Linked DNA regions of Mus musculus: region 1 is linked to region 2. Evidence: chromatin contacts called from public promoter capture Hi-C data. All regions are on one chromosome and are shown on one strand. The core of a region is the stretch at or near the end of the contact, and the rest is flanking DNA. Distances in the headings are between cores, read along the strand shown. Region 1 holds the start of Slc17a6 (solute carrier family 17 (sodium-dependent inorganic phosphate cotransporter), member 6). Region 2 holds the start of Tmem86a (transmembrane protein 86A).

Region 1 (3,913 bases), core at 236-2,735, 4.6 Mb before region 2:
TAAAAAAAATACATATACAATGTTTTAGATCCAACAGAGAAACATCAATGATCAATTATTGATATATTTTGATCCTGTTTCATTCAATACAGAATTTCCCATGGGAGAGTTCTTCACTATGTTTTTGCAGCTAAGGTCTAGATTCCTTTTCTTTCATTTGTCTTTGAAGTTTATTTTTAAAAAGGGTTTTGGCTTTTGTTATTCACTTGTTTGGATCAAAGGGATTTTATTTGTGAAATCTATAAGAAAACAAAGACAGGCTTTATGAGCAGGTGCTGAACGAACATTTTGGAATTGCAAAGGAGGATTAAGAACTGAATTGGAGCACATGAGAATCCCCAGGTAATGAAACAAAATCACACACACACACACACACACACACACACACACACACACACACACACGACAGGTTCGTTTAGTGTCACATTCCTGCATTCATAAGCAGGTTTCCAGTGGAACCTAGCTTCAGCAATGAGCAACAAAAAGACTTTCCCACCATGTTACAATCTTTCTAAGTAATCAAGCTTTTCAGAAATGGCTTTGCAGATTCTGTCCAGATGAGTCCCAGGTAAGCATGGGGTTGCAGTCTCTTACCTGTAGATCTGTCCGAGGGATTTTCCAGCAAAATTCTTTATCCCCTCTTTCCCCGGGGCCAAAATCCTTTGTTTTACCGACTCCATTCTTGTAAAGACTGGTGTCCAGCCTTACCAGATTTAAATTGTTGTGGCTATGAAAGACGGATTCTGCGCATAGTCTTAGTTGGTTAAGGTAGAGCTTTTTCTTCTCAGCAGAGGTGAGCTTTCCAGCAAGGCTGTGAGTTGGAGAGGGGAGGGAGGGCGAGAAAGAGAGTACAACAGAATAGCTGCATGCAGCCCACGGGTTTCCTAATAGGAGAATTGGTACACACAGTCACAAAGTCTCATTGGAAGGGGAGGATCCGGTGGCCGAGGGCGCGCGCAGTGCCGTGGTATTTGGGCGGGTGCTGATGAGTCCCTGTTCTGGAAGTCACCTCACCGAAAAACAACGTAAATTCCCGGTTTTGAAGTCTTATCGCAATCAAATCCGCTGTCTTTTAATCAGATTGACCAGAAACGTCATCGAACCCTTGTGTAAGGAAAAAAGCAAAAGAACCCTACTGTCTAAAATGGTGACTTTGCTGATCAGAGCTCATAGCTCTCAGAACCCTTGGGAGCTTCCTAGGCCTCAGGTGAGCGGCTGCTGTTAGCTTCCTGCCTTAACATGGTCTCCTCCCATCGCGCCGGCGTAATTGTGCTCTGCGGCAGAGTGGCAGAGTGGAATTAAGACTGAGAATGTTAGCTGATCTTTGCGAACGTGAGTGAATAACAGACACACAGCTGTGGTTTAGGCAGCGCCGGGGGAGACCTTCCATAAAACCTGACCGCTCCCGTCAGTGCGCGCGGCGCAGTTTAGCATTTCAGGACCACGGACAGAGGAAGCTAAGGAACCTTGGCTGCTGCTTTTGGCTAACCCGCTCGCCAACTTCCTAGGGGAGCTGGGCGGATCGCCCTGACCAAGGGCCTTTCTAGGGCTCTTCAGGAACGGATGCTATGGAAACCAAGTAGGGAGATGTCATCGTCTGCAGAGTTCTCAGGAGGAAAGCTGCATTTGGCTCTGCAAGGGAGGAGGGCTTTATTAAACACTGACAAGTTACTCTGCTTGGCCACCCGTTGCCCAGCATGTACATACTAGCTCTGACAGCATGGTGAAGAAGCAACACTGCAGAAGCTTCTACTTTAGGTGTGTGGTATCCAGGTGAACACCTGGTTCCCCTCCGATATAAAGCTTATGTTTATGAGATGCATAATAATATTGCTTGTGTATTTGATTCAACCCCTAAGACGAACAAGAAAGGATGCAGAGAGAGAAATGGAAGGAGACAAAAAAAAAAAAAAAAAAAAAAGAGGTGGGACAGAGAAGGAGGAGAGACAGAGAGATAATGACAGCTGTAACATTAGTGCACTTTCCGAATAAAGGACAGGCAGTCTGAAATGAATTCTTTGGAATTCTAAGTTTCTTTAATTAACTAATGCACAACACAATACTGAATTATTTCTAATTACAGGTAAAATTTGTACCTATAACTAAGCTTGTTAGCGAAGAGTAACTGATAATGTTTTAAAAATTTATTTCAATATATTTACACTCTATTTAAATTTTATTTTTCCCTCCTTATGACACCTTTTCTTAAGAGGGAGGCTATTTTTGCCATTGTTGCTTGTTGGGTTTTGAGAGATGGTCCTACAAGGTTTTCCATCTTAGTTGTGTATAATACCATTGAACCTATATCATTAAGCAAAACAATTAAATTGTGCTGAATTAATGTGAGTTATTTCGCATGGACCACAACCCTCTTAAGATGCAGTCCAGGCAAGTGCTTACGAAACAGACTGTCCTTGAGCTACATCCCCAAGGTTAAACCTTGGATGCTAGCTAAATCAACCAGGGGAGTGCGTTTTACATAGGGACTATTGGATTACATCCCAGAGGTACGGTGCAGAGTCAAATAAGAATGTTCTCTGACGATTTCAAATGATATGTGGAAAAAAATTTCCTAAAATAGAGAGATGAAAAAAAATCACAAATAGCTAAAACCCTTTGCAATTGTTAAATCCAAATCCAAAGCCTATAAAATTGTATTTCATTAAGAAGTATGGTTGAGCAAGAATACCACGATTACATTCCTGTTATTTTGGGACATATGCATTATGTGAATGTTATATATTATATTACGTATATACTTTAAAAACCAGGAAGCCATCTTCAAAAATATCCCTGGAATGCCACAAAATTGAATGCACTTCCATAGGAGATAGAGTATAAAAGAAAAAAATATAGGGTACAAAGGAAAAAAAAAACTCATCAAATTGTTTCATTGCAAAATTTCCAGCTCCTTAGGACTTGTTTTACAAGAGCATTTGTTTATTGGTTATTTTATTTATTTATATTTCAAATGTTATCCCCCTTCCTAGTTTCCTCTCCACAACCCCCCCTATGCCCTTGCCCCTCCCCCTACCTCTATGAGGGTGCTTCCCCCCAATCCTGCTTCAGAGCCCTAGCATTCCCCTACCCTGGGTCATCCAACCTCCATAGGACCAAGGGGCTCCCCTTTCAGTGATGCCTGATAAGGCAATCCTCTGCTATATATCCAGCTGAAGCCATGGATCCCCCCAATATGTACTTTTTGGTTGATGGTTTAGCCACGGGGAGCTTTGGGGGGGGGTGATAAAAGGGCATTTTTTAAAATGCAGGTTTCCTTAGCTATTCAAGTCACTGAAATGAATTCACTTAGGAATATCAATGATTTTGGAAGTTTAGGTAAAACTGGAAGTTACATTCAATATCTGAGTCTGAGATGATGATGATGCAAAAATGATTCTCTTAAGCATTTCTTCTTAAGCTCCATCCCAGTTGACTAGAACTTAAAACCACTTAAAACCAAGATGGCTGAATCATTCATATATATGCCATGTAGTAGTACTCCAGCACGAAGATACTGCTTTTAGATTACATAACTGCATTCATCTGCATTGAGAAATATCATCTAGTTTTCCTCCCTTTTCCAGTAACAATCTGGGTGTCTGAATGGAAATAAGAGCTAATATTGATTTACTCACTCTAAAAATATTTGTTGAGAGCCGAGACATGTGCTAGTTCTGGAAACAATCCCTTGAAAGGTCTCACAAGTCACAGGGCAGATACACATAAATATCTGTAGAAATAATTATAGATGGAACTAGACACGATAGGAAGCCCTGTCTCTGTGTAAAAGTGTACAGGAAGCATTTTAGGAGGTAACTTAATATTTTAAAAGAAATTTAAGCCTAGAAAGTGATGGCTGCCCAGCGGGTAGGGAGGGGTGGTGGGCTGTACAAAGAGAGCTTGTAACACTTGG
Region 2 (3,805 bases), core at 438-2,937:
AGGTGAGTGTCAGGAATGTAGGGGTGACAGTACCTCCACCCCACAAGCTTTCTGTCCTGCCTGCCCCCGCCCCGACCTTCCACTCTACCTATGTCAGACTAAAGGTGGCATCAAGGACAAAGAGAGGTGCTAGGGATGCTGGGAAGAGAACTAGATCTGTGTTGGGAGAAGAAACAGTGTTTGAAAGGCCAGAGGTTTCCAGGCTAGGAAAAGGGGATGTTGGCCATTTCTTTCCCAGAGAACAAGAGCAACTTGAGGCACCAGAGACAGGAAGGGGGGTGGGGAGGGCTTCTGATCTGGAGCCAGCAGACAGGCTGGGAGGAGATGGGGAACTGAGAGGGGGAAGTTGGCCAGCTGACTGGGTCTCAGCTGGATTAGGGGGAGGGCAGCTAAAGAAAGGTTTTACTCAAGGCCACTGCAGGCAGAGTCTGAGCAGGGGGAGGAGATTCTGCAGATGTTCTGTGGTCTCCCGAAGCTCCTTCCCCTGGCCTGCAAGTTCAGGGTTTCTGAGCATGAATTGGAGCAGTTGAGGTTCCCTATAGACCCATACTCCAACAAAAGTGCTCTGACTGTGTGTGAGCAAGCCACTCCACACAGGACTCTGAAGGGACAAGACACTTAGATCCCCTGGCAACCAGGTACCTGATGCAACTAGGAAAGGGTAGAGAAGAGACATATAGTGGGTCCAGAGTACAAGCCTGCTCTTGTTTTTCCAGAGGTTAGAGATGGGAGCAGAGTTGACACTCCCTTCCCATGGAAACTCCCTTATCAGGGATAGTCAGAGTGAGGGCAAGGCCAAAGGGAGGAAACGGGGGGGGGGGGGGGGGGGAGGGATGCCCAGCTCCACCTGTCAGCCTTCAGAAACATCACCTTTGCATGCCCAGCTCCACCTGTCAGCCTTCAGAAACATCACCTTTGCTCCCCCTCCCCCTACTCCCCAGACCCATATTTCCTAGAAGAAACTGGCAGTAAGTGGTGAAATCATGACAGTCAGAGAAGCCAGCCTTAGAAGTGTGAAGAGACAACTCAAAGGCTGGAGTTGAGAAAGTCTGGAAAGGAGGTCAGGTCAACAGAGAGAGGTCCACCTTCACCTATCGCCTGAACAGCGTTACTAAGACAGAGGCGTCACCTCCTGCACCTACAATATTAAGAGAAACTTGGGGCATTCCCAGGAAGTCGGCACCCCCCTGCACCCTCTCGAATGCTTCCCTGAGGGTCCACCACACAGAACCCTAGGGCCTGCAGCATCCAGTTCCAGGCCAAGACCTGCAGACCCGCTCCAGACACTCATGGATCAACAGTCACGCTTCCGAGTCACGTGCACAATGTTTTCCTCCCTCCCGCGGGCAGACGAGGGGCGCGCGTAGGAGGGACGCTACAAGAGTGAGGAGCTAAAAACCGTGACAGCAGCCGCTTCCCCGGAGGGGACAGCACCTTCCTCCGCCCCCCTCGGCGGCCCGGCTTGCCGCTGCCTCGTCCCAGGCCCGGGGGGCTTGGCCGCGGGCTCGCGCGCTCGCGCACTCACCACAGTGACCGGAGACACCATGGCGGCGGCGGCTGCGGCTGCGGCTGCTGGCACCCGCTCCGGGTTGCACCACCAGGACGCACCCAGAGCCAGGTGAGCAGACGACCGAACAAAGCTGGGGTGAAGCACAATACCTCCCGCGCGCTGGGCGCTCAGAGTACTGTCTGTGAACCCGACGACGTCACCACAGACCCAGCCAATGAACGGGCCGAAGCCTCGTATGGGCGGAGCCCTGCTGGCGGCGCCGGCCGGGCTCCCTCTGTTTCTGCGTTGAAAAGGAGATCCTCCCACCCCCGGGCGTGGGCGTGGCCTTCAGGCCACGCCTCTTAGGGAGGCGTGCCAGGGCATCCCGGAACGTGACGGCGACCCCCAAGGTTGGATAGCCAGCCTGGCTAAGAGACAGGCACACCACTGACCCGGAGCACAGCGAGATGCATCTTCTCTTAACACCGGAACAAAAAGCAAAGGCAGATTCTCGTCAACCTTTAAACATACCATCTAGGCGGATGCAATTCCTTTAAGACATGTCTTTGACAATGTCCCAATGTGTCCCAATGGACACAGAGGATCAACAGACACTCAACGTTCAGCATGGTAAGAGATATGTATCCAGGCACACAATATACTATATAGACTCGTAGTAGCATTAAGCACGCGTGGACACTTGTACACTAAACAAATAAAGCTACAGAAAGGGAGCTGTGGGTTGACCATCATCCTTCACCGTACCATGAAAGACACGATGAAAGCAAGCAGCAGCCTGTATGTGGACCCCATAACAGCAATGAGTAAACAAATTACAGGCACTAGGTTGCCTTGAACATACACCCCTCACAGCTGCAGCAACGGTGACCAAAAGACCCAAAGGCGTGTAAACTGGCTGCCAGAAAAACAATAAAATGGTTATAATACTAGTGGTTTGAAGCATGTTTAGAAGTATGTGTTCAGAATTTGGTGGATTGGCAAGGAGTCAAATGGACTGCAATGCGGCTGTGTTTGCCACTTCCATAGCCTTTGCCTCTGTAGCCTAGATTTCCTCAACTGTAAAATGCATGGGTGACCTCTAAGGCTCTGCTCAATCCAGACACGTTGTGTAGGATGAAGAAGGGGAAAGGTACCTGGTTTCGGGAAGTACAAGTCTATCTAGCAGGCTACATGGGGATGCAGGTTTCCAAATACATCCAAAAGGGTAGGAATGTGGTCTGTAATATACACAAAGCTTTCAGCGGTTGGAAAGGCAAAGAACGCTGGCCACTCCTGAGATGGGGATACAGGGCTGTATACTAGACCCCAACCTCGTGCTGGCCAGGGAGAGACACATACTGAACTCTCCAGTGAGCTCTTCCTGAGGTCATTCTCTTCATTTCCCCCTCCAGGCCTTCCCCAGCCATCCTGGTCCCTAAACTACCGACCTGACATCCCCTCAGAGAGGGACAGCCCTTTTCCTAGTGACAGTATTGACAACCGAAAATTCCAAATGTCATCCAAAAAAGGTGAGAGTCAAGGTTTGAGGGAGGGGAGTCACATGCCTAATCTCTAGGCACACTCATGTTTTTTCCTAGTTAGCAGCTTCTCACCTACATTATCTGAATGAGCAATGAGAATGGCTGCCCCCAAGGCTTTGTCATATACACTATTACCAAATGTGTTGCTCAGAAAGAACATTGAACTGAAAGCAACACGGACTTGGCCCCTCCTTGCCTGGGACTTACTGGTGGTGTAATTGGGCACACGCTACTCCATCTTTGGAGCCTCAGTCTCCCATCAACAGGTTATAAAATCACCACACGCATTTACAAACCTTCCCATGTCACTTAAGGGTGTAGTCAAGCCAGGCATTTTTGTTTCTCTGGACCCTAGTTTGCCTAATTATAAAGATGAGACTGTGAACTTTTAAGAGGATTTCTCTTACTAGGGGAAGAGTGAATGTAGTTGAGGTCAGAGTTGTCAGAACTCCCGGACGTGGTATACAAGCATCTGTGAATTGCCCGAATGGCAACTCTGCTGGGACCAGAACTCTGGTCCTCTGCAAGAGCAGTGCTTTAACCCACCAAGCCATCTCTCCAACCCCTGAGACCGTAAACTTTAATAGTTGGGGCCAGCCAAAATTACTGGAGACCAACATGTTGTTGGTCATAGTGGCACACACCTCTAATCCCAGCACTCAGGAGGCAGAGCTAGGTGGATCTCTTGAGTTTGAGGCCAGCCTGGTCTACATAGTGAATCCAAGATAGCCAGGGTTCTGTTACACAAGAGAAAGAAAAAAAGAAAGTCAATGTC

What was found. Promoter capture Hi-C pulls out the DNA fragments that hold promoters and counts their contacts.
Region 1: a contact with region 2 is called in a promoter capture Hi-C map of embryonic stem cells. The contact joins the promoter of Slc17a6 here to the promoter of Tmem86a in region 2. A contact is called at or near these places in 2 of 39 promoter capture datasets (cranial neural crest and embryonic stem cells).

What each region holds. Positions count from the first base shown.
Region 1 is chr7:51,619,402-51,623,314 of GRCm38.p6, reverse strand. Slc17a6 (solute carrier family 17 (sodium-dependent inorganic phosphate cotransporter), member 6) reads right to left here and starts at 1,485. Exons shown (of 12, transcript NM_080853.3): 1 at 595-1,485. The coding sequence starts at 680. It overlaps Gm33136 (a long non-coding RNA gene), which reads left to right. Exons shown (of 4, transcript XR_003946771.1): 1 at 1-568; 2 at 1,081-1,207.
Region 2 is chr7:47,048,522-47,052,326 of GRCm38.p6, reverse strand. Tmem86a (transmembrane protein 86A) reads right to left here and starts at 1,687. Exons shown (of 3, transcript NM_026436.3): 1 at 1,526-1,687. The coding sequence starts at 1,546.